5 separate regions of the Mus musculus genome follow, and all the other regions are linked to region 1. A link is a contact called in public HiChIP or PLAC-seq and promoter capture Hi-C data. All regions are on one chromosome and are shown on one strand. Each heading gives the region's core, a stretch centred on a gene start, on an enhancer-like site or on the middle of the called end of the contact. The rest is flanking DNA. Distances are from core to core; before and after follow the strand shown. Region 1 holds the start of Frg1 (FSHD region gene 1). Region 2 holds the start of Triml2 (tripartite motif family-like 2). Region 3 holds the start of Triml1 (tripartite motif family-like 1). Region 4 has its middle 160 kb from the start of Triml1. Region 5 holds the start of Micu3 (mitochondrial calcium uptake family, member 3).

What was found. Promoter capture Hi-C pulls out the DNA fragments that hold promoters and counts their contacts. HiChIP or PLAC-seq counts read pairs in DNA pulled down with a chosen protein or histone mark. Capture Hi-C pulls out chosen DNA fragments and counts their contacts.
Region 2: a contact with region 1 is called in an H3K27ac HiChIP or PLAC-seq map of embryonic stem cells, with 6 times the contacts expected there. The contact joins the promoter of Triml2 here to the promoter of Frg1 in region 1. A contact is called at or near these places in 6 of 39 promoter capture datasets (embryonic stem cells, hippocampal neurons and stem cell-derived epiblast-like cells), 1 of 484 Hi-C or Micro-C datasets (embryonic stem cells), 7 of 115 datasets of contacts at active chromatin or transcription factors (embryonic stem cells and stem cell-derived neural progenitor cells) and 1 of 9 other capture datasets (embryonic stem cells).
Region 3: a promoter capture Hi-C map of embryonic stem cells shows a contact between it and region 1. The contact joins the promoter of Triml1 here to the promoter of Frg1 in region 1. A contact is called at or near these places in 3 of 39 promoter capture datasets (cranial neural crest and embryonic stem cells), 2 of 115 datasets of contacts at active chromatin or transcription factors (embryonic stem cells and stem cell-derived neural progenitor cells) and 1 of 9 other capture datasets (embryonic stem cells).
Region 4: a promoter capture Hi-C map of second pharyngeal arch cranial neural crest shows a contact between it and region 1. The contact joins the enhancer-like site here to the promoter of Frg1 in region 1. A contact is called at or near these places in 5 of 39 promoter capture datasets (cranial neural crest, embryonic stem cells, hippocampal neurons and 1 more), 1 of 115 datasets of contacts at active chromatin or transcription factors (astrocytes) and 1 of 9 other capture datasets (embryonic stem cells).
Region 5: a contact with region 1 is called in a promoter capture Hi-C map of adipose tissue, with 3 times the contacts expected there. The contact joins the promoter of Micu3 here to the promoter of Frg1 in region 1. A contact is called at or near these places in 6 of 39 promoter capture datasets (the HPC-7 cell line, embryonic stem cells, hippocampal neurons and 3 more), 1 of 484 Hi-C or Micro-C datasets (CD8 T cells), 3 of 115 datasets of contacts at active chromatin or transcription factors (large pre-B cells, microglia and thymic regulatory T cells) and 2 of 9 other capture datasets (adipose tissue and liver).

The regions. Positions count from the first base shown.
Region 1 is chr8:41,414,822-41,419,939 of GRCm38.p6, reverse strand. It overlaps Frg1 (FSHD region gene 1), which reads left to right and starts at 2,822. Exons shown (of 9, transcript NM_013522.3): 1 at 2,822-3,040; 2 at 5,067-5,118. The coding sequence starts at 2,979. It overlaps Gm50494 (a long non-coding RNA gene), which reads right to left and starts at 2,814. Exons shown (of 2, transcript XR_003947538.1): 1 at 2,691-2,814; 2 at 2,205-2,589.
Region 2 is chr8:43,177,420-43,182,537 of GRCm38.p6, reverse strand. Triml2 (tripartite motif family-like 2) reads right to left here and starts at 2,002. Exons shown (of 8, transcript NM_001381929.1): 1 at 1,926-2,002. It also overlaps a transcript of Triml1 not described here.
Region 3 is chr8:43,138,778-43,143,895 of GRCm38.p6, reverse strand. It overlaps Triml1 (tripartite motif family-like 1), which reads left to right and starts at 2,410. Exons shown (of 6, transcript NM_177742.4): 1 at 2,410-2,929; 2 at 3,158-3,253; 3 at 5,099-5,118. The coding sequence starts at 2,504.
Region 4 is chr8:42,975,334-42,980,451 of GRCm38.p6, reverse strand. No RefSeq gene overlaps it. Among named protein-coding and RNA genes, the nearest start is that of Triml1, 160 kb to the left of the region's middle. Within about 2 kb of position 2,276, at least 10 of the 459 cell types and tissues checked have an H3K27ac peak or open chromatin away from gene starts, as enhancers often do. A contact at or near this core is called in second pharyngeal arch cranial neural crest, where this site is marked.
Region 5 is chr8:40,305,761-40,310,878 of GRCm38.p6, reverse strand. It overlaps Micu3 (mitochondrial calcium uptake family, member 3), which reads right to left and starts at 2,856. Exons shown (of 15, transcript NM_030110.2): 1 at 2,469-2,856. The coding sequence starts at 2,828. It overlaps Mir7666 (microRNA 7666), which reads left to right and starts at 2,950; the gene lies at 2,950-3,004.

The sequences.
Region 1 (5,118 bases), core at 1,573-4,072:
AAAGAGAGTAAGAGGGGAGTATAAACATGGAGGCTTTGGAGGGAGAAAAGAAAGGGGGAAATGATGTAATTATTTTATAATCTCCAAAATAAAAATAAAATGTAGGGGGCTGAAAAAAAAAAAAAAAAAAAAAAAAAAAGAATGAACTTAAACAGAAGCTCAAGGACAATTCTATTAGTGTTCAAAAGAAAAACTCCAGAGCAAGAAGCATGACAGTTCTTCATAAATAGTAACATTAGGGGAATAGAGAAAACCATTGTTTGTGAGAAGCCGGTGTGGTGGAAGTGGGGGCGGTTTTAGAGAAAGAAAAAAGAAAAGAAAAGGAAAAGGAAAAATCCCAGAGTGACTGAGGAAGCTTGCTCAGGATGAGCTGAAAGAGATGGGGAAAAGGAAAAGTTACAGGAAAGGAAAGGCATTATCTCACTACAGGGATAATTATTTCTCTGGTCTCTTTACCCAAGGCTTAAGGTAAATTAGCCTTTGCTTTTTGGGGAATGGTCTCTGCCTGGTGAATGATAAGCCCAGATTTATTAACTCATAATCTTGGTTAGCTAGAATGTTAGGTCTCACTGGGCAATGGTGGGGGTGGGCACACACCTTTAATCTCAGCAGAGGCAGTCAGATCTCTTTAAGATTTGAGGCCAGCCTGGTCTACAGAGCAAGCTCCAAAACAGCCAAGGACACCCAGACATCCCCTGTTTCAAAGTGGGGGGAAGATTTTAGGTCTCTACCTAAGAACAGAGATTCTGGGGGCTGGAGAGATGGCTCAGCGCTTAAGAGCGCTGAGTGCTCTTCTGAAGGTCCTGAGTTCAAATCCCAGCAACCATATGGTGGCTCACAACCATCCACAACGAGATCTGGCACCCTCTTCTGGGGTGTCTGAAGACAGCTTACATATTAATAAGTAAATAAATCTTTAAAAAAAGAGAGAGAAATTTTATCTTATTTTCCAAAGGAAAGTGTCTCTTCCTTAATGGACTTCTATAGAGCTCTGATCAAGACTACTGTGGCATTGCCTCTCTTAAGCCATAACCCCAGCATCATTTATGGGATGGGCTAAACCTGAGGATGAGACAAGACCTATTTCACCAAGAAAAGCCAAAGATCCAGTTCCAGAAAAGATTAGTGCCTTGAGCTTTGGTCGCGCTCTCAGGTCATCTCCAGGTAAGGATGCTCTTTCAGAAGTTAGAAGACACCCAGCTCCCTTCTGGTGTTCTTGGGAAAAGCGTGGTCATTCCTGCTTGTGCAGTTTTCCAGGGCCTTACCCTAAACTGCATGCTCTGTTCCTATCACAAAGCCAGGTCCCCAGCACCAGAAAAGACAAGACAAAGATAAAGAGAGTTAAATCAGATACTTTTAAGCAATAATCATTGGCTGAGTTACAAATAACAGACCCTGTATTTATTTGCTGGATAGGGAGAAGTACTTGCAAAAGTGTTTCCTGTATGAGGTTGTGGGCAGTTTCTGTGCAAGGTTGGAGTTCAGGCAGTATCTTTGTGATAGTTTTGTCAAAAATATCTTCTATTTGCTAGATGTAATCGCCATCTCAGAGGCTTGCTGCTGAATAAACTCACCCTTTCCACTCCTTTCTAAATTCTGGCTGGCTGATTCAGCTAATCTATTCTGGCTTCAACTCCTCTCCAAGCTGACTGATTTTCATCTGGCTTCTCTCCGTGTCTCCTGAGTTGCTCTGCTTGCCCTCAAACTAACTCTGGTAATCTATTCTAATCTTCTGGCTTCTCATTCTCTGGCTTTAACTGCCTCTGCTGACCTTCACTGAACTGCAGGAGCTCATGAAGGAACTCACTCAACTCCACTGTACTGTACTCGCCACTCTGACTCCCCACTGACTGACAAGCGCTAAAGACTGAACTTGCCCCTGACCTGAATAGCTTCTCTCTCTTGTGCCACTCAGATGAGCGTTGAGCATATTCTGTCAAATCTCCCTCTGATTCACCACTTTGTTTGCCCCTCAATTAGACATCGTTGTTTAGGATTAAAGGTGTGTACTAAGTGTGTGTCTGGATTCCAGCCAGATCACACAGACCTAGAATATCTTTGCACGTCATCCCTTGCCAGAGCTGCCATCAATCATTCCTTCAAAAGTGTTTTATATTTGTCAAGTGTTGACAAAGCCATTCCATTTTTTGATTCTAACAGCATTCATGTTTCTTTCACAAAAACCAAAGATCACACAGAAGCTGTATCAGCGGTGCATTGTTTGTAATGGAAGGGAGTTATAACATTGCGGGGAAGATTGGAGGAGGCAAAAGGAATACGCACTTGGCTGGATCAAGACTACAGGGAAAGACAGTATTCGGTGTGGAGACCAAAGTCTCTTCAGCACTTGCGATAGAAACCAGTAGTTAGCAACTATACATTGTATCATTCCTCAATTGTTTCTTGTGTGTTACTCATACACAATACACGAGTAAAACATGTACAACACAACTAACAACTCTGGAGCCAGAGTCGTTGATAAAGTTGCCCGAAGCCAAGGCTGTGACCCACGCCTCCACAGAACACACATCTCGGTTTCTCTGTGCAGGCCCAGTCTGGCGGGTTGCCGGGTACTTGGTGCGATGTCCGCTGCAAAGAGAGTGGGCAGATAGATTTGATCCTTTCAACATCTGGCTCATCCAATCCAGGTATGGTCTTTACAACCTCGGCAGCAGGAAACTGTTGGATACCTTCGCTTCCACCAGGGGGCGTCTCTATAAGTTTTGCCTGGTTTGGGGGGGAAAAAAAACCGCGAACATCCGGGACTTCGCCGCAGGAACGCTGACGTGATTGGACCCTCCACGGCCGCCGTAGTGCATCGGAAGCAGTAAACAGGAAGCCGGAGAATCGTAGCCTTGGGTTGAAGAAGACCGAGAGTTCCTCGGGGACTCGCTCAGCTCCGGCCGTTAGAGCCACTTCCTCCTCCTCCCAGTCCTACGGAAGCTCTGCCAGAGGCTGCCACTTCAGCGAGCCGGGCCATGGCCGAATATTCCTATGTAAAGTCCACCAAACTCGTGCTCAAGGGCACTAAAGCCAAGAGGTGAGGCGGCGCTCGGGAGGGAGGCGCGGTTCTCAGTGCATCCATCCCCGGGGCTCAAGGGACGGGGTAGCCAAGCCACCCAGGACACTCAGACCTGCGTGGACAGCCTCCCCGACACTTCTTAGCTGACGCTGCGTGGCCGGGGATCCCCCGAAACGGAGAGACCAGGAGTCCTACTTTTGCCCCCCCCCCCAGGCCTCCCCCTGCCTGCCTTGATAACTTGCTTTAAGGAAAGTTTTTTTTTCCACCGGTCTTTCCTGCAAATGGAAAAAGCAAGCGGACAAACAAAAACGCCCTGATTCTCTGCAGTGTAATATGTAGGGGGCAGGCAAAGCTGCATCATAGTGTGAGTCGGGACCTTGAATTCGCACCGGTGATGGGTTGATGGTTCGTTTGCTGATTTATTAGACGCTGGTTCTTGTTCCTCGAGACTATAAAAAAGAGTTATGAGAACTGAATGAGACAGCCAACTCAGAATATAACAGCCAAGTGGAGGCATGTGGGTGTGATTTATAGTTAGCCCTATAGAGAAAGATATCTTGCCCGATCCTATTTCCGTCCTCTTGAAGGATCTAGCCAAAGTTGAACACTTTATTTCCTGTATCACCGCTGAAGCAGTTTCAACAGGTACTTGTCAGCGAGCTTCGTGCTGAATGAGCTCGGAGCTTTATCCTGACCGAATCTGAAACTGTTTAAAATTTAGAATTTGCTTCTGAAGATGTTGTCGATAAAATACAAAGAAGTTAAGACAGCAGTTATTAAAACCTATGTAGTGCTTTCCATGTTTCCATGATTGGTTCTTTGTTTTTTTGAGACAAGGTTTCTCTGTGTAGTCCTGGAACTTAACTCTGTAGACTAGGATAGCCATGAACTCAGACACTCACCTGCCTCACCTCCCCCACCCCACCAACCCCCAAGTGCTGGGATTAAAGGCTTGGGCTGCAACCACAGCAAGGCTCAGAATTTGTTGTAAGCACTCTGAATAATCACTTTTCCCCTAAGATCTCTCCTCGTGTTTCCATTTATGGAGCTGTAATTCATAAGCCATAAACTCCTTTTAAAGTGTACAGCTAGTGGGGTTTAGTATATTTACGAGTTCACCACTATTTAGTCAGTAAGCATTTTGCCACTCCAAAGGAGACTGTTTAACCAACCATTAAATAGTCACACCCTTCTGCCCGCCCTTCCAGCTTCTGTCGACTGCTTTCCAGCTATAAGGATTTACTTGTTATGAATATGTTATGCCTGTGGAATTAAATAGTACATAGCCTTCTATGTTTGGCTTCTTTCACTTAGGTTGCTGTTGAGACAGGATCTCCGTACGTAGCTCTGGTTGGCCTGGAACTCACAGAGATCCACCCGTGTGCTGGGGGCTGCTGCTGTGTGCTATACCTGGAACTCACAGAGATCCACCCGTTTGCTGGGGGCTGCTGCTGTGTGCTATACCTAGCTTCTTGCTCTTCGTTTTGAAGAGCAATCCATCCTGTGGGCTGTGTGTTTGTTCTGTTCTGTGACTGAATGATACTATTTTTATTATGTTCTTTCTTCATTTGATGAGTGTTTTCTGCTAATGACAATGATGCTATCAGTTTTCTGGTTTTTGTGGACATACTTTTTTCATTTCTCTTGGATATCTGCGCGCACACACACACACACACACATGTGTGTGTGTGTAGAATTACCTAGGGTGTTATTTTTGATAACTCAGTGTTTAGCTTTTTGAGAAATGCTTTACAACAAGGCTGTCTTTAGTTAAGGGTTCTATTACTCTGATAAAACAACTTGACCAAAGACATGGGGTAGGGAGAGGGGTTATTTCAGCTTACTTCTGCTTTGCAGTCTGTCGTCTGGGAAATGAGGGCAGAAGCAGCTTCTCGGTGTTTTAAACCAAACATCTGTAAATTGTAAAAGATCGTTTATCCGTAGGTCACTCATAGAGCTGGAATGACTCCTGAGTTCTCACCTTGTAGTTCTTAACACATAACAGTATGTCCAAGTCCATGCATACATCTTTTTTCCCCTTTAGTAAAAAGAAAAAGAGCAAAGATAAGAAGAGAAAACGGGAAGAAGACGAGGAG
Region 2 (5,118 bases), core at 753-3,252, 1.8 Mb before region 1:
TCATGGCTACCCTCCCCCAAGCCACATTCCTGCATCATGGCTACCCTCTCCCCCTAAGCCACATTCCTGCATCATGGCTACCCTTCCCCTAAGCCACATACCTGCATCATGGCTACCCCCTCCCTAAGCCACATACCTGCAAAGAGCAAAATAAATATTGCAAAGTGACATGGTACATACTTGGTATCCCAGCGCCCTGGAAGCAGAGGTAGGCAGATATCTATGAGTTTGAGGGCAACCCTGTTTCGAACAACTAAAAAATATACATAGATTTCTTTTAAAAAATATTATACTTAGATATCTTATTTTGTTTTTAGATAGGATCTCACTATGCAACTCTGCATCCTGAGTGCTAGGATTAAAATGTGCTTACTGCCACATTCAGCTACACAAATCTTAAAGTGGAAGATTTTATGTTTTTATTGGTGTTTTGAAAAGCACCCAAGGCAGACGGATTTCTGACCCCATCATATATATATATACCATCTTTATATCTTTTTTTGTGAGAGAGGGTTTCCCTAGGTCCTTGAACTTGCTATGTAGACCAAGCTGGCTTAGAACTCAGAGATCTTCCAGCCTGTCTCCCCAGTACTTGGATTAAGTGTGCCCCCATATCCATCTTTTTTTTTTTTTAAGATTTATTTATTTACTATATGTAAGTACACTGTAGCTGTTTTCAGACACACCAGAAGAGGGCATTCGATTTCATTACAGATGGTTGTGAGCCACCATGTGGTTGCTGGGATTTGAATTCAGGACCTCCAGAAGAGTAGTCAGTGCTCTTAACCGCTGAGCCATCTCTCCAGCCATCCTTAAAAACAGTATTTTTGTTGTCATTTGTTTGTCTTTTTCTTGGGTTTTTGTTTGTTTGTTTGTTTTTGTTTTGGAGGGGAAGACTTCTATCAGTCAGCAAAAGGTTAAAGCAAATCAAAAGGACAGGTCAAATATTAGTTTTTAATAAAAAACAAAACCAAGAAATTCAGGCCAGATTGTGTGTGCCTTTAGTCCTAGCATTAAGGAGGCAGCAGAGAGGCAGAGCCAGGCATATCTCTTAGAGTTTGAGGTCAGCCTGATCTACAGCGAGGGTTGAAGACAGTCAGGGATGCACAGAGAAACCCTGACTCAAAAAAATCAAAACCAAAACCAAAAAACCCCAGGAAATTCCCGCCTCCCTGGGCTTGCTTTCCTGAATGTATCATTTACCTTTTGTCTTGCCTTTCTCAGGCGTTCTTTTATTCTTTTACTGCCCACCCCCCAAGTCTCTCATCTAGGGACCACTACCATCCATCAATCAACCATCCATCAAGCTTCCAAGGATACCAAAATTAAGTTGTTGAATTTGATCAGGCAGGATAGTTCACAACCGGCTTGTAACTCCAGCACTTGGGAAGCTAAGGCTGTGAGTTCAACAGCTAACAGCAGTCCAAAGCGAGGCCCAGTCTCATTAAAAAGTTTAAGTATTTTAATGGTGTCCCAGAAACATCCCCAGTCTGGGCTACTTGTGGAGGTTCAAGTCTAGTGTCCCCCCAAGTCGACTCAGCCATCTGTGGCTCCAGTTCGTGGTGGACCCAACACCCTCCTCTAGCCTCCGAGGGCACCAGGTATGCTTGCAGAACAACGCTCCCATACATAAATCAACTAATTTATTTTTTAAATAAAAAGTTGGCCCGCCTTGATGGTGTGTGAAGGCCGCTTCTGCCAAGCCCGAAGGCAGAATCCTCAGGCCCTCCGGGTTGGACGGAGAGAACCAAACCGATGACTTCCTTAAGCCTGACCACCAAGCCAGGTCTCCCCGCAACCCCCACCCCACCCCCCACATGCGCACACAAAATAAATGTTTAAAAAACTTAGTCGTTGGAAAACAAACAAACAAACAAACAAAAAGTATGATTACGGAAATGATGATGCAAAGCGGGAAAACTCACCTTCCTTTCCAGAAATCTTAAGGATTTCCTTCAGGGAAAGCCACAGCCAGTGGAGACCAGAGACTTCAGTACGAAGGTCAGTTCCGGGTCTCACAAAGCGTCACATAAACCGGCCATTTCGACCTTTATTACCGGATTGGTCCGGATTGGTCCGGAAGCAGCAGAAGTGGCTTCAGATACTTTTGAATCTGTTTCCTGGCCCCACCTCCTAGGTAGGTTAATTTACATTTCTAAACAGTTGTCTGAAAACTCTTCAGTAAAACACTGACCTTGGCTGAAAACTCTTCGGTAAAACACAGACCTTGGGTGTGATCTCAGGCCCAGACAGATTGGATAGCACATTGCTGATAGTCCCTGAATTGGAAAGGCTGAGTCAGGAGGATTGCTGCAAATTTGAAGTGGACCCAGGATAAGAGGTGAGTTCCTACCCAGCTTGGATCACAGAGATTCTGAAAACAGATAAACCACTACTAATCTATCCATTCATCCTCGAATTTTATATAATAATAATAATAGTAAAAAGCTGTGTGTAGCAGTGCATGCCTTTAGTCCTAGCATGGTGGGAGGGGGACAGCAGAGGCAGGAGGATGTCTGTGGATTGAGTTCGAGACCAGCCTGATTTATAAAAGACAGACAGACAGACAGACAGACAGACAGACAGACAGACAGACAGACACGGGGGGGGGGGAGAGAGAGAGAGAGAGAGAGAGAGAGAGAGAGAGAGAGAGAGAGAGAGAGAGAGAGAGAGAGAGAGAGAGAGAAGAGAGAGCATACATTGGGATGGGGTGTGAAAGAGGAAAATGGAACAGCAGAGATGGAAGGGTTTAATGGAGGAGTCCCCCAGGGAGATGGAGGGAGAGGAAGGGGGCCAACTAAAGCAAAATGTATTTTTTTAATTCCTTAAGGTAATTAAAAGCAAATTTAAAAACTATAAAACAAAAGAGAAAGGTACTTTTAAGATGTTGTGCCCTATGTGTGGTGATCATTAATAGGAATGCAGACCATGAGACTACTTTGCAGGATCTGTCTTGTTTTCCTCAGCCTCAGCCTCTTATCTTTAACTGCTAATGCTTTTTCACTAGAGAAGAATGACTCACTTGGTTCTCCAGAATGTTTGCTTCAGGGAAGGGTCACTGCTTTGCAGGGAGATAACCGCCTGCCTAAGGACTTTGTCTCAGGAGGGGGTGTGGGGGAGGAAGGGGCGGGCCCAGTGAAGAGGAAAATCTCTCTAGTTCCCTAATCTTACAGTCCTGTCTCTGACAGGGATTATGTCATGCGCCAATCCTTGCTAAGCAAAGGAGAGAGGGTTTTAAATCTAATTTTATTTTTTTTTAAGCAGTTGGCATGACAACCAGCAAATCCTCCTACCTGGCTCTCCTGATCTTCCAGATCAGATTCAGCACTAGGCATCTAGCACCGTGGCTCTCCTGTCTGGAGAGATTCTCTGTACCTTCTCCCTAAACTGAATTCCTCACGCTTGCTTTCTCAGATAAACCACCTTCTTCTTTTTTTTTTTTCCCTATTTCTTTAGTCTGGAGAGGATTTTCTTTTTAAAAATATACCCAATCTCTTTTCTTCTAAGCCTTGGGGCAAAAAACATGTGTGAGATTTTGACCTGCCCCCTTTTTGGGTTTTGAGACAGCCTTGTGTGTGTGTGTGTGTGTGTGTGTGTGTGTGTGTGAGAGAGAGAGAGAGAGAGAGAGAGAGAGAGAGAGAGAGAGAGAGAGAGAGTTTCAACAAGACAGGGTTTCTCTGTATAGTCCTGGCTCTCCTGGAACTCACTTTGTAGACCAGGCTGGCCTTGAACTCAGAAATCCACCTGCCTCTGCCTCCCAAGTGCTGGGATTAAAGGCCTGTGTCACCAGCCTTTTGCTATATATAGAAAGCTGAGTTTAAACTTGTGGCACTCCTGCCTCAGATTCCATAGTGCTGAAAATTTCATGTGTACAGACAGCACCATGCTCTGAAAGGAAGGACTGGCTTCTAGCTGTCTTGTTTTCTCTAAGTTTGTCCTGTTCATTAGAAGTAGGGACAAGAAAGATTGACCAGTGCTTAAGGCTCTTGCAAAGGACCAGAGTTAAATTCACAGTAATTCAAGTTAGGCTGCGGACCACTGCCTGTTACTCCAGTTCAAGGGAACCGGTGCCCCCTTGTGGCCTCCAAAGTCGCTTGCTTTTTGGAACAAGTTCTCACTGTCTAGCTGTGGCTGGTCTGGAACATGCTGTATAGACAAGTCTGGTCTTGAATTCAGAGGTCCACTTACCTTTCAGCTCCTTCAGCCCTTCCCCTACCTCTTCCACTGGGGTTCCCCAGCTCAGTCCAATGGATATTTCTATTCAATTTCCTGGCCTTCTGTACTTCTCTTCTGTCCCTCCCCATACCTGATCCTGCTTCCCTTTTTACACTCTCCCTCTTCTCTCCCTCAAAGGTCCCTCCCTCCCTCTACTTCCGGTGATTATTTTGCTCCCCTTTCTATGTAGGATTGAAGCATCCACACTTTGGTCTTTCTTCTTGAGCTTCAGGTGGTCTGTGAATTGTATTGTGGGTATTCTGAGCTTTGGGGTTACTATCCACTTGTCAGTGAGTACATACCATGTGTGTTCTTTTGTGACTGAGTTACCTCACTCAGGATGATATTTTCTAGTTCCATCCATTTGCCTGTGAATGTCATGAAATCATTGTTTTTTAATAGCTGAGTAGTACTCCACTGTGTAAATGTACCACATTTTCTGTATCCGTTTTTGAGAGACATCTGGGTTCTTTCCAGCTCCTGGCTACTATAAATAAGGCTGCTATAAACATAGCGTAGCATGTGTCCTTGTTATATGTTGGGCCATCTTTTGGGTATATGCCCAGGAGTGGTATAGCTGGGTCTTTAAGTAGAACTATTTCTAATTTTCTGAGGAACCACATAATTGATTTCCAGAGTGGTTGTACCAGCTTGCGGTCCCACCATCAATGGAGGAGTGCTCCTCTTTCTCCACATTCTCACCAGCATCTGCTGTCACCTGCATTTTTGATCTTAGCCATTCTGAATATCTGTGTCTTCTGATGATCTTAGATGACCCCTGTGAAAGGGTCATTTAATCCCCTACCTCCAACCCCTAACAGGTTGAGAACTGCTGCTCTAGAGTAACAAAACTTATAGAATGAATCCCTCTCTAAGTGAAAAGGGGATTTATTTGCCTGACTT
Region 3 (5,118 bases), core at 1,161-3,660, 1.7 Mb before region 1:
TGATAGGCAGCATAGTGCCTTGTGGGATTGTGGTGAATATTTTAGGAGGGCTGGGTCACTCTGGGATTTAGCTCACCCCAGACTGACCCTACGCAGCATATTTAAAGAAATTATAAAGACTGCATTTCCAAGAAAGAAAGAGTTGTGCCGGTGGGTGTAAAACTCATGCCTTAATGATAGCTGTCTACTTACTTCTGACACCATCAGAGAGAATTCATTTATTTGAGATAATCAGAATTTTTCATGTTAAAGGCAATATGTGATGTAGTGTGCTGACCAAAGACTGTGAAGAGGAGACCCAGTTTTCCCATCCCAATTTGACCTCAGAATGGAGGTTCAGCTCAACTTATTGGAACCTCAATTTTCTTAATCATTTATAGAAGGTAATTAGGTGTAAGATCTATTTCCAGCCAAGTGAAGACTGTCACTGTGCAGTAATGTGACTCTTCTGTTTGTTCATTTAAAACATTTATTTTTAATGTTTTGAGATGGTCTGACTATGCTGTAGGCTGGTCTAGCTTGTACTTTGCTCCATAGCCCAGGCTGACTTGTAACAAGCAATCCTCATGGTTCAGCCTCCTGAGCGCTAGAATTATGGGCACGGCTCACTATCCCTCATTTGAAAACTTCCTTATCACTTGATAGGTGGGAAAAATTCTCCTGGTTAGAAATGAACAAGGCACAATTATTCTTTTATGAAGCTTATAAAAAAAGACAATTATTTATTTGGAAGAGGGAAGAGCAATGGAACAATAGTGGGAATTGAAAGTAGAAGATGCCCATTCCCTAATTCCATTTCAGAATGTGGGCTCTATGATGCGCTCCAACTCAACTGTGAGACCTGTTCTGACTCCTTCTAGGTTGGGATATGAATTGCATTGAATAGTGGTGACATTTCATAAACCTTTTTTCCTATGATGACATTTAATTTAGAGTTATTGTATATTTATTTTTGGGGGAGACTTTTGCTTATGACTAGTTTCTAACAGCTATTGTGAAGCTGTGTCCAAATAGCAGTCTGGAAATCACCTAAGCCGGGTGCTTTTGTGGTGTCTCACTGATGCCACCTCTCTTGGTGTGTTTAAATTTGAATCCCAATTTTGAAAATGGTGTGCAAATCACACTTATTTAACATATTTGAATAAACACCTTCACCCTGTATCTCTGCCACCAGGCCAAGAAGTGATGGATCAGTGACTTCAGAAAGGTGAGTTTTGGTTTGTCAAAGTTGAAGATAAGACAACACCTAATAGCTAATAAGAAATGGGTGGGGGATGGGGAAGCAGATCAATTCTTAAAAGTCAGGGACAAAAGGTTAATAGGGTAGCTTTGGTAATATAGATCTGCAGAAGGTTGCCAAGCAGGATAGCACCAGGGAATATACACATGGTACGGTGCACTGAATGGCGCTTAAGATATACTCCCTAGCAAATATCATATAGGAGGGCATGACAAGAACGATTCACGGTCACATGACATTCTGGTTTTATGGCACTTGGCACTAATTGTAGAGATCACCATACATAAATCACTGTACTATACATTTACATTTTCCAACATCAACAGAAAAATGTCTGCCCACTCAGTTTCTGCCAAGTAAGAATTAAAAGAGGGTCAGGAGGTTTATGGCTAGTTTGAACATTTCTAGAAGGTGAAAACAAGCAGCAACATTATATTTCTACCAAGATAGGATTCTTTCTATCCAATCCATGGTGCAATGATGTCTTCAGGTAATCTTCAAGTGTCACTTAGCTACTTTTCATGATGTCAGCTGGGTGAGCTTCGTGGTCTTTCAGGGTGGAGGGATAAATATAAGTGTCAATTCATTGTGCGTCTAAGGTCAAGGAATAGTTCAATGGTATAGTTCTCCATTAGGAAAGGTCAAGGAATAGTTCAGTGGTATAGTTCTCCATTAGGATGAATACAATCAAACAAATGCACAGAGTACTTGATTACTGTGTGGAAAGCTTAAGCTTTGGTGAAACAAAGAAAAGGGTTTAATGGGAAAAGGATGTACGTTGTAGTTTTCTTCTTTCTCAACTAGTTTTGTCAAGTGCGGTCTACTGAAGGATGTAGACCATACTTTCTATTCACGAATCAGAGACCTCTACAATTTTTGTGTGGTTTCCACTAAGTAATTCATTTTCTGAACCCCAAGCCCATGTGTTTAAACGGTTTCATGGTGCCATTTACATACAGGAACTAGCTAATTAAAAAAAAACCCACCAATCCAATTATATCAGATACTAGCATTTAGCATGTGGCATGCATAGAAAAACATTCAATAAAAGGTTGGGGCTGGTGATGAGTCAGTGCCCAGGAGTTCCACATTAAGTCACAATTGGCTTTGTGCTGGAGAGCTGGAGCGTATGTATCATTTGGTGTAATCAGGTACAGAGGAGAACAAGAGCTTCTTGTAATAACAACACAGCACCTGATCATCACCCAGCTGTGACTGAAGAGGACTTCTGTAATCCCAGACCAGAAGTGTAGCCTTGTCCTGATGTCCAACCATGAGAAAATGTCCACAACAGATTTGATGGAGAACCTCAGGGAAGAGCTGACCTGTTTCATCTGCTTGGATTATTTCAGCAGTCCAGTGACCACCGAGTGTGGGCACAGCTTTTGTCTGATGTGCCTCCTCAAGAGTTGGGAGGAGCACAACACACCTTTATCTTGTCCTGAATGCTGGAGGACTTTGGGAGCCCCACATTTTCAAGCCAACGAGCGGCTGGGGAGACTGGCTAATATTGGCAGACAGCTGAGATCGCAGGTGCTGCAGAGCGAGGATGAGCAGAGCATCTGTGGGAGAATGCCAGGGCCTAGTTGGGTGTTCTCTGACGATGAGCAGAGTGTCATTAATGTCTCACCTCCAAGTCAAGGGACGAACAAGGCGTGTTTCTCAAGTGAGGCTGAGGAGCAGCACAAAGTAAGTTGGGATGCACAGTGGCAATCTCAGAACCCAGAACTGCTCCTAGCCACTAACTCTCATCCAGGTCTCTGTCGGTAACAGCCATGGGCACGTATCTTCATGTAGCATGGTTCTTGCTTTCACTCTCTCTTTGAGAGCCTCAGTCATTTTCCAATGGCTAGTTTTCCTGATCTTTCTACCACTGGATACCCTGCTTATTTGCCAAGGGGTTTGTTTCTATTGCAGGAAAAACTCCAAGATATCATAAATATTTTACGGAAAAAGAAGAAGGAAGTTCAGGCCATCCTGAACCATGAGAAGGAACGAGTGATGTTGTGTAAGGTCAGTGTCTGTCTAGTGTTTCATCTTGTGTGTGAGATACCTGGTGACATGTCAGGGGGAAAGGACTTTTTTTTTTTAATTACATATATATATATATATATGAGTGCATTGTTACTGCCTTTAGACCCACCAGAAGAGGGCATCAGATCCCATTACAGATGGTTGTGAGCTGCCATGTGGTTGCTGGGAATTGAACTCAGGACCTCTGGAAGAGCAGTCAGTGCTCTTAACCACTGAGCCATCTCTTCTGGAAAGGACCATTTTTGAGTCATAGTCATAGGCAGTACCCTGCTGTTTGGCTGACTGCCACTGTGTGCTCACCGGGGAGTATCACAGTTCAGCTCGGGTTAACTCACCCCAGTTTTAACTTGTTTATCTTTCTTGGCTAGTCTTTTATGATGGATCTAATTAATGTTATTTAAAACACAAGCAATGTATTTTCGAGATAGGATGGAAACTAGTTTTAAAAATGAGTCTCTCAGATGCTCAGGGTAGAAATTGTATGCCAATGACAAGGAAGTAAAGAACACAGGACAATGGCACATAGTAGATTGGATTATACTGCAACAAATGCCCGAGCTTCATCACAGATTTGGACTTGAATTGCCTAGCAGTTAAAGCAAAGAACGAAACGTTTCCCATGGCACAGGCAGTATAGGTATTAGGGCTGGGGAATTTGCTCAGTGGGTAAAAGCATTTGCCGTGCAAGCCTCATGACCTGAGTGTGGGTATTCAGAACCCACATAAAAGCCAAAAGGACAAGTATTTATAGCCCCCTCGTGATCCCTACCAGGAGATGGCAGGCAGACATCCAACAATCCCCCGAAGCTCAATGGCAGGCTCACCTGACGTACACAGCAGCGACACCTTGTTTCAAACCAAGTCAAAGATGAAGATTGATTACGTGGGAGGCTGTCCTATGGTCTGCACAGATGTATTATGCAAACACACACACAGGTACACACACACAGTCACACACACACACACACACACACACACACACACACACACACACATCCATACATGCTAGTGCACTCAATGTGAATATTTGAGTCTTCCAATAAATGAAGAAAATGAGGAATTTTGCTTTAAACAGCCCTTCCCTATGTAGCCCAGGTTAGCCTTTTTTTTTTTTTTCTGCCTTAACCACCCAAGTCCTGGGATTTCAAATGTGGTGGGAGATCAAATGATGATTCATTGCACACTTTGAATTCTTGTTTTATTTGTTTTGTGAGACAGAGTCTTGCTCTATGGTCCTGGCTATCTGGGAACTGATCATGGAGATGAACAATCTGACCTCAAATTTACATCTAATCCTCCTACCTCTGCTTTTGCCTTCTGAGTTCTAGTTTTACATGCATGTGCCACCAGGCTGGCTTATATCTCGAATTTAGTGCAACATTTTGTGATGTATTTCTAGTATGTAATTTGATGCCAAGTTTGTTTTTAAAACCAACATTTGTCTAATAACGCACACATTCATGTTTCATAATTTTTTCCTTTTAAATTTTATTTCATTTTTCTACTTTCCTACTATTAACTTTAATTTTGTTTTCATTGTTTTCCTCTTAGATTTCAGCTTATTTCTAATTAGTGCTGATTACTATGTGTCACGCTTTTTGACTTCTTTCGTTTCGTTCAGTAGGAATGACAGTTCTTAGATTAGAAAATCTGATTTTGTTGACTGTTGGGTACATATGCACCTTTCAAAACTTTTTACTCTTCACCCATCATATCAAGATAATTTATGCATTATAGGACTGTTTTTGTTGCTAACATGTGTGTTTGTGTGTGTGTATGTGTGTGTGTGCGTGCTTGTGAATGTTTCTGCACATGTGATAGCAGGAGGAGACAAAGACTTGTAA
Region 4 (5,118 bases), core at 1,027-3,526, 1.6 Mb before region 1:
ATTTGACAGTTGAGTTTTTGAAAGACTTTTTTTGGAAATCTGGATAATTTCCATATTAACAAATTCATTTACAATAAAACTTAATAAAAGAGTCATGTAGTTCATTCACTTATTCAACTGATGCCTGGTGACACCTGAAATTTATTATCAGTCAATTAGGTACTGGGTGTTATATAATGGCGAGAGTCCCCTTCCTTTCTGCTCATCTCAATTTGTAGTCTTTGGTGTAAATTTATAATATAATAAAGTGTGTATTTATCTATCATAGTTACTTAGTACTAAGAGTACTTTTTTAATAGGGAAAAATACAAAAACATTACTGTAATAAAGAAGAAATATTTCTTTTTAACTTTACTCAGTTTTAGAGGATTTCAGAAAAAATAATGAGAAGTCAGTCTAAGGCATATGCCTTCATTTGAGGTGACAAATTGTAGCCGGAGTGTGTCGGATGACAGCTAGCTGTGGCTATAACAGGCCAGTCTCTACCACCAACCCCCCAAACTATAATTAAGAGACAGACAGTAAGCTGGTCCAGCCTGTTAAGGAAAGTTTTCTGGAGAGAAAAAAAAAAAAATAGAACCACTATTCCACTATATGACAAAGCTTGGGTAGCTACCTAAAAGATTCCAAAATAACATATTCATGTTTGTGTTGTAGAATTTTTCACAAGAACTAAATTACAGAGCTGGGATAGATGTCCATCAAAAAAAAAAAAAAAGAATGCATAAAGACAATGTGGTTTGTATTCATGAAAGAATTATTTCAGACATGAAGAATGAAGCTGTGTTCTCTGCAGAAAAGTAGAGACAACTGGAGACAATCATAGTAAGTAAACGAAGTCAGTCTCCCAAATATCTCATGCTTTCCTTCCTTCATGTGTCCCAGGTTTTATGCACACACATAAATTATATACATACAGTTGACATGAAAGTAGAAGTGAACTCGTCTAGGAGAACAAAGGGAGTTAATTCGAGGTAGGGTGATAGAGGGGAAGGGCAGTGGGGAGAACTTGCTCAAAAGTACAGGACAGATGTTTTAAATAATAAAGATTCTTTCCAGGTTTAGTAGAGAATACACTGAAAAAAGATTTCGGGTCAAATAGCCTTTAGCACTGCCTGCCACTCAAACAGTGGGAGCTGGAATAGGAGATTCAGCAGAATCCGATGGACAAAGGAAATTCCTTATTGCAGATGGGGGTTATCTCCAGCTTATGTTGGAATGCAGTCTCAGAATTTAGAAGGAAAAAGTGTCTGAGTTTAGCAGTTTAGTGAAAATGCTAAATAGCTATAAGGTGGTGATTGAGGAAAAATTATTCCTGTTGTCCCACCCTACCTTGTGGTTGCCTTATGCTAGAAATTTAGCAGTTTTGGGAAGGAAGTAGGTAGGATAGGAAGGATTGAAGGATTTATAATCCTCTTCACCAGGGCAGCATCTATAATATAGTAACAAACTTGCAGGGGGAAGAAAGGCTTTAAGCAACCCATTATAATGAAAAAAAAAAGAGGAAAATATTTCAGATATAAACAAGGCAAATGTCTGGATAATTCAAAATAGTTCTAATCATGATATCATCTGATTGAGTATTATTTTAGTTCTGGGACTATTATTTAGGCCAACAAAGACCTTGTTTTTGGAAGGGACAAAGAGACAAAGTGGGTAATCACTTCTGTTCAAATGTGCAGTCTATTCCTTATGGGTGATTACCTTCATATTCATGTTGGTCTCTTCTTCCAGGTTGGATCTTCCTGGAATCCAAAGTAACTGTGGTTTAGGGCAATGTTTTATCTCAGTATTTTCTTCAGCCTCGAAGCCTGCAGTGTGTTAGAAATCAAGCTACTCCTTGAATGATGAACACATCAACCTTCAGGGTTAAACAGAGAATTCAATATAAAGGAGGCAAGAACAAAATGAAGGCAAAGCTTTGATCTTTCTTTTCATTAAATTTTGGTCAATGTGAGTCAATTCTAATTTTTCATAAAAGCATTTTCTAATTACCTCTTTCAAATGGAAACAAACCTTCATTCTATGGCAAGAGTAAACACTATCACTACTGTATAAATGCAAGAACCTAGAAAAACATTGCTCAGTTGATTTACCCACTAAAATCCAGAACCCGAAATGCAATTTGACTATATATTAATCTCTTGAGTCAGCTATAGTGGCTGGAGAGATGGCTCGTTCATGAGCACTTTCTAGATAACCATGAAGACCTGAGTATAGATACCAGCATCCAAATGACAAGCTGGTGGTAGGTCTGGCACTGTGGACATGGAGACAGGAAGTTTGTGGGGGACTTGGAGGCCAGGTTAATCAGAAAATTCAAGCTTTAGGGTCTGAGAGAGACAGTGCCTCAAAGGAACAAGTTGAAGCAGGATAGATGAGGACACCTCCTTGACTGTGCACAGGTCTGTGCATCCACACACCCATATTCATACACTATGCTCATCTCACGTGCTCAAACTTAAAAAGGAGTTAAAGTGTGATTCATGAAATGGAGTTAAAAGCCATCGTAACTCAATTATTTCCACAAAAAAATGTTAAATTGGAAAAAAACCCCAAAAACATTTATTTACCTGATTTGTTGTGTTAAACAAATATTTTATTTTCTGGAGAAGTTAAACACATTGATAGCCACGAATAGACCCACATGTAAGTGAAATATATTGAAAGATCTGATAAAGCAAGTAGGCAAGAAAATCAGAGGGTTATGTAGAACATATGTAAATGATCAGGAAAGTATGTTAGACTCCAGATGGAATCTGCATTCAGATTTCTCCTCAAGTGGCTCCTCTTTAAAGGAAACTAAACTTGTAATCATGGGTACAGAATTGCAATTTTAGTTTATGCCAGAACAATAATACTTGTTGCCAATCAGAAATTGCATATGTAAAGGGACCCAAGCCTTGTGTCAGGTGTTTTGCAAATGAATGCAAATTTATTTGTTTCAAGTTAAAGGATGTGTTAGAAAATGTAGGTGCATATTTTTAAAATGATTCATTCTTTTAACCACAGGCCTAGATAGATTCAAATACAGTAGTTGTTCTGTGTATTTATTATTATCAAGGAGGAATGAATTAATTTAAATGTAAAGGCAGCAAATAACTTGAAACATTTGAAAAAAACTGATTAGAATGAATAAATGCTTCTATTTTAGAATTCAAGTTTCACAGCTTTAAGTTCTTTTAAATTTTTTTTTTTTGTATTTAAAGAAAGTCCAAAGGGAATCTAATGAAGAAATAGATCGTTAAGAAAATTAAGTTACCGACTAGGCCATCTTCTGCTACATATGCAGCTAGAGATATGAGCAAGCGGGAGTGGGTGGGTAGGGGAGCAGGGCGGGGGGAGGGTATAGGGAACTTTTGGGATAGCATTTGAAATGTATATAAAGAAATTATCTAATAAATAAATAAATAAATAAATAAATAAATAAATAAATAAAATTAAGTTACAGTCAAATATTGGAGCATACACCTTTATCCCAGGACTAGAAGGCAGAGACAGTTGCTGTTTGTGTTATTTCAATGCCAGTCTCATCTATAGGACAGTGACACCTACTTAAAATTTTTTTTTGGCAATATTTTCATCTAAAGAAAATATACTTAAATGTGAAAATTATGTTCTAAATGATATGTATAATGTGTATTTCCTAAGAAAAGAAATCAATTATATATATTAAAAATTAGACAAATTTCACTAACTTTCAAGAAAGAGGGCATTTAGTTAGTGTTTGCTCTATCTCTAGACTACCTTTCACCCCGTGTTGCCTGCAAACATAAAATTCATATTTACAAATAAGAATTTCAAATTTATTATTTTCTATAGAAATAACGAACACCAGCTATAATGTGATTGTATGATTGATTGGTATTGGAGTTTCTGCAAGATTTCATTGCTGTATCCTCAAAGGTGGGTGGAATAAATGAAAGTAGGTGATATGCCCAGGGTATTCTTTTTGCTTTATTTATGTTGTTTTGTTTCAAGAGAAAGGGCTCATTATGTAGCCAAGGTTGACCTGAGAATTTGTGATCCTCCTGCTTCAGAAGCCCAAGTGCTGGGGTTGCAGGTGCATACTATCACAATGGTTGTTAACTCAGTTTATTGTTCAAGCAGAGTTTCAAACTTGAACTTCAAAACACAAATCCAGTGTTTGCTTTAGGTCACATCAAGTGCTCTCCTGAATCATACTGATATGTAATTATAGTTACACACATTCCTGAGACTTCAGGCATTGTAGAGAACTCACTGCCAGGCATGCTTACAAAGTCCTTTGTTTTTTGCAATTATGATAAAAGTCTCAGGGATTCTCAGGAAGGAGACAGCTCCTGTGGAAGCTTGATTACAGGCAGGTGCTTTTACCTGGTAGTGCAGCCATTTCAAATATGCCTTCTCAGGGAAGGAGGCAAACTCATAGCTTATTTTCTTCTTCACCACCACACTACAAAACTTTATTTTAAGCTCTCCTCATGAGGAAAGATGATCAAGATACTAGAATAAAGAGACATTCAGGTGCTGGAGAGATGGCTCAGTGAGTAAAAGCACTTGCTGCTATTTCAGAAGACCAGAGTGCAGATTACAGCCTTCTGGTTCCTCACAAGCATCTGCAATTTCAGTCCCAACAGATCTGATACCCTCTTCTGTCCTCCATATGCACTTATATGGATATGTGCACATGCAAGCAGATTCATATACACACATGTAAATAAGAAATGAGTCTTAAAGAGATCAAGAATGTAGTATTCCAAGGAGCTAAAGGGAACTGCAACCCTATAGGTGGAACAACAATATGAACTAACCAGTACCCGGGAGCTCTTGTCTTTAGCTGTATATGTATCAAAAGATGGCCTAGTCGGCCATCACTGGAAAGAGAGGCCCATTGGACTTGCAAACTTTATATGCCCCAGTACAGGGGAACGCCAGGGCCAAAAAGGGGGAGTGGGTGGGTAGGGGATTGGGGGGGTGGGTATAGGGGACCTTTGGGATAGCATTGAAAATGTAAATGAGGAAAATACCTAATTTAAAAAAAAAAGAATGTAGTATGATATATGTGTTTGTATCTGTGTATACATGTTTGTGAATGTGTGTATGAGTACATGCATGCACATACAAACACACATACAT
Region 5 (5,118 bases), core at 1,607-4,106, 1.1 Mb after region 1:
TTTTTCTTTAAGACAGTCCCACCTTGGTTGATGTTGGTTATCAACTTGATAGGACCCCAAACTACCTAGGGGGACAAATCTCTGAGCATGTTTCCCAGGGAGTTTCTTGACTGGATCAGGTATGTTGGCAAAGATCCAGCCCAACTGTGGGTGACACACTGGACTGGACTGCAAACAGCCTTCAAACAGTGATCTGAGCACGAACATGCATCTCTCTGTGCATCCTGACTGTGGATGCCAGGTGCATCCTGACTGTGGGTGCCAGGTGACCAGCGCCTCACACGCCTGCAGTCATGGCGGCTATCCCCTGATACTGTGAGTCAAGATAAAACTCTCCTCCCTTCAACTGTTCCTGTCAGGTACTATTCATGGCAACTATGATACAGCTAATACAAATCCCAAATCTGCAGGATCTGGAAGAAAAATGTTTCTTCCTCTAGGTTATATACCAAACCTAGACTTCTACAAGTGAACATGTCTTTTTGTAGACATGCTGAAGCCTGGTTATAATGCCCAGTGGATGCATTTTAAAAAGACACAAATTAGCATTAGGATGTCAGGCTTAAATTCAGACCCTCTTTCCAGAGAAGAAAAAGAGGAAAGAAATAGTTTAACAGTCTATGAACCTTTTTGACATGAATTTCCACAATGAAAGGTCTTTTGTCATGAAAGCACCTAGTACAAGCATAAAAAAATGTTCAAGCCAAAGCTCATTATCGTGAAAATTCCAATATCCGGATAATAACAGGACAATAACACGGTTTACACAAGGAAAAACTATCACATGCAAAAGGTATGACAACTATAATGTTGAAGCAGAGACTGGGATGGAAAAGACATGGGATGTTAGTATCAGTTTATTTCTAAAACACCACATGGAAAATTGTATGCAGATGAAACAATACTAATGTAAGTAAATACTAATAGACAATAAAGGACCTAGGGAGGCTAGTCTGGCTGTGATAGACCACTATGCAGCATGCATGATGTCCTGGACTTGGCCACTAGTAACATAAAAAGAAACAAAACCACAAAATAAATGAATAAAGGCAAAGCGGACAAATGTTTACTACGCAGGAGGTGGTCCATTCTGTTCCAGATCTATTAACTTAGTTAACGCCCACAGTGTTGTTGAGTCAGAGTCTAGCTTTCAGAGCACTCATGGAACCACGTGATCCAGTTTCTCCAATTTAAAGGTAACGTTCATTTTTAAAAGGGAGGAAAGAAAACACTATTTGCATGTTCCCTACCTCATTAATCTGTTTCCAGACCAACTCCAGTTGACTAAAAGTTCTCACGTGGTCAAAAGACAAATGTCATGCTACTCTCCTAAGCCACAAAATAGCATGTCTGTATGTGTGGGGTTGAAGGCTGACAGTGTTTGCTAGTACTTGATTATTTATTTGTATAAAAGTACTTTACACAGCGTGCGTGTCATTTATCACTAAGCAAAGGTGGATAGCAGAGATCCCCTAACCTAAATGCACTGCCAACCTGGATCCAAAACATACACAAGAAGCTGGGTACTTGTACATGGCCACTACAGACCTACATACAGGAGAAAAAAAATACAAAATTTCATTAAGGTTAAAAGGGGCACTATTTCACCCAATCTTGTCATATCCTTTTAGTCTTGATGTAGAAATATTCCCTAGGCTAATTCTTGAAGTCATTTACATGACAATTAAACAGAGAACAGTGTGTGTTGGAGTGGAGTGGGGGGGGTAGGGGGACACAGGACACATCCCTTACTCTTCTTGCCTTAACAGTCTTTACCTTATATCAGAACTACATTGTAGCTCAACGTTTTTATATGATACTTCTGCAGTTAGCTTCACTCATAGTTTCCCACCTTTCATGACCTCTCTTCCTGTTTGTTCTAACCTATCATGTCAGGGATTCTGGGTTTATTGAGAGAAAGAGAAAGAGAGGTGTACTACTTTTGAGTAACGTTTCCCTTCCCAGTATAGCAACACCTCTCTTGGGACTGCTGTACACTAATTGGCAGACTCCAATATCTAAAGAAGCCTTCAGAATGCATCCAGCACTCGCTTCCAGGAATATTTGCTCTTGCTGTCTCTCACTCATCACTTACTTCTTCGTGTTTATGCCTGTCAAGTCCTTTAGTTGTGACACTGTGTGTCGTGGGGTGGGGTGTCTGGTTTGTATTTGGTTGCTCGACGGTAGCTGCAGCAACCAGAACGGTGCTGAGGCATGAGTGACAGCATCATCTTCATCTCTCCCAGAGCATCCTAGTGCACAGAGACGTGCCTGGCGTGGATCTACGCTGCTCACTGGAGGTTCCTCACTCTCTGTTACAGGAGCTCGCAGTGCTTCCACAACCTCCACTGTCAAGTGTCAGTCAAGTGTCACCGCGACCCCCAAGCCCTCCCTGGGCAGGTGGCACACCTGGCAGTCCAGCCCTCTGGCGTCACCTGCGCGGTGCGCGCACGCGCTCAGGCACTTACCGTCTCCTTGGCAGCAGCCACCGGGATGGGCAGCAGCCCCCTGCCGCGGGGCGGGTCCTCGAGTTCCGGGGCCGCTAGCTCCGAGGGGTCGGCTCTGGGGTCCCCATACAGCTGGTAGCACACAAGGCCGACCAGCCCCCCGCCAGCCGCCGCCGCGATGCTCAGCTCGCCCCAGCGTCGCCGCCGCCACGCCGCCTCCGCGACGGCCCCCTCGTCCTCCTCCCGGCAGGAGAAGGGCCGGCCCGACATCCCGGGAGCCGTCCCCGCAGGCCGCCCCCACGGTGAGAGGAAGGGCTGCTGAGGGGCGAGCGCCGGCGACAGCCGAGGCGGCGGCCACAGGAACCTCCGCAGCGCAGCCATAGCGGGAGCTGCGGGCCGGGCCGAGCCGAGCCGAGGGGACGGAGGGGGGCGGGAGGGGCGGGCCGAAATCTCGCGAGAAGTCGGCGCGGTGCTGGAGCTCGGAGCGGACCCGCGGTCCTCCGTAGCCCGGGCGGTGCTTCCCCGAGAGTCGCCGTGGGATGCAGCGCACGGGCGAGAGAAGCTCCAAAGCTTCCCAAGTCCAGGCTGTTCTCCTTCCTGCTTCCTCAGCCCAGCCACGCCGTGGTAGAGGACGGCGCCCGTAACCACGGCTGTGGGCAAGGGACCCCCAACCCTGGGGAACCGCTGGGAGGCGGAACTCCAGGAGCCGAGCTGCGGGGTGACCCGGCGCCCCTCCAAGACAGGCCGCGCTGCTCTGGGTGCCCTGCTCGGTGCCGAATTCTCTGATGCTCCGAGCGCTTTGTGGTTGCGTGCAGACCGTTGCTTCAATCATAAAGTCTGCAGTTCTGAATGAATATTTTTGGACTCCATAAGGCTGGCTTCTGGACTTTGGGCAAGGACAGGCTAATGATTTATAGTTAGTGTTAATATTTTTTAGGAACTACTAGTATGTGTATGTGACATTACTCAGTTCAATAAAACCGTCAAATATGTGAAACAACGGGTTTTCATCATTCTTATGACTCAATTGTGTGTGTGGGTGACTGATGGTATAAATGTAACTGAGAAGTGCAGTGTGCCCTCTTTTATGCACGTTATACAGTGTGTGTGTGTGTGTGTGTGTGTGTGTGTGTGTGTGTGTGTACACGTTGCCAGCATCAGCTTTACTGACTGAGTTATGCCTGCATTGCTCTTTGTGTGGAACGGTGCCAGGAACCCCTGAAAAGTTTCAGATCTAGAAGGATAGTCAGCAACATCCAAGTTTAATTGCTTGGTTTTCTGGCCTATATCCTACTATGTCTGTCCCTCACCCCTTATCTTCAAGTAACCCATTATATATGCTGTGTTACGTTTTGCTTTAATAGAGATTAATACAGTTTTACTTCCTTAAAGCTCCTAAAAATGGTAAAAAAGATATCTGTGACATATAAGGACAGTATCTATTTTAGGTTATCTGTTTTCCACTGAAGCCTGTTAATTCCACTAGCATGACTTATGGCAGCTCCATACTTTCCCAGGAATTTTTTTTTTGTCGTCTCTGATTTCAAACATTTTTAGGCATTTAGTTCCCTAAGGTATGCATGTATAAGTGTGTGTGTGTGTGTGTGTGTGTGTGTGTGTGTGTGTGTGTGTGTGTGTGTGTGTGGCGATGTGTGTGTACCATAGGTCCTCTAAACTTGTCTTTGACCTGAGCACAATTTCCTGGTATTTTTATAATATTCCAACATGGACTATTACCAGAAATCTTGGACAGACTAGATTTTTATTCATGGCACTTAAAAAGCTAAGAAGCTATAAAGAGAAATAGGAAAGTAATACATACTGTCATTACAATGGTATGTATATGACATATGCACATAGTTATTTTTTTCAATCATAATTTATAGGCCATATTTCTATTTTCTCTGGGGAGAAGCCAAATTCAGCTGTAAGAAGTACAGAGTTCTACAGAGTATTCAAATGTAGATTAAAATGTCTCATGCGCAGAAATTATTGAACTTTCCGTACTTTCTTTCTTTGAAACCCAAACTCTGTTAAGAATAATCATTGTTTTCTCCCCAAGTTATCTGCTCTGTGGCAGTTGCTACAGAAAAATAGCCAAATTGCTATGCTATCTGGAAATTTTTTAAGTTTAATTCCCAAAGTGATTTTAAAAACAAAACAAAACATGGTATTAGGAATTTGGTACTTCTTGAAACTTCAGGTAAGTATAGATTCAGCCTAAATTTTATTCCTCACTTGGATCAATTCTAAAGAGATCAGCGATTCCCCTCCACCCCTGCTTCACAGTGAAACTCAAAATAGTCAAAGAAGCAGTCACTTGCATTCATTCACTATTGTCTAAGTGAAAAAGAATGTTCTGGAAAACATACAAGAATTAACCCAGAAATGATTCTCCAGAAATGGGTGTACTTATACAACTAGTAATCACAGGCTAGAGACCTGGCCTTTCATCCTGACTGTATAGCAACTATTATAATGTCTCAGAGGCCACAGTTTCAAATACATATATATCAGGGCTATATATGCCTCATGGATCTCTTTCATTCATTCATATATATATATATATATATATATATATATATATATATATATATAATAGCATTTGGGTTTTTTCCAATTCTACAGCACATAGTATCTCTCACATCTTATCTCTTCAAATCTGCAATTG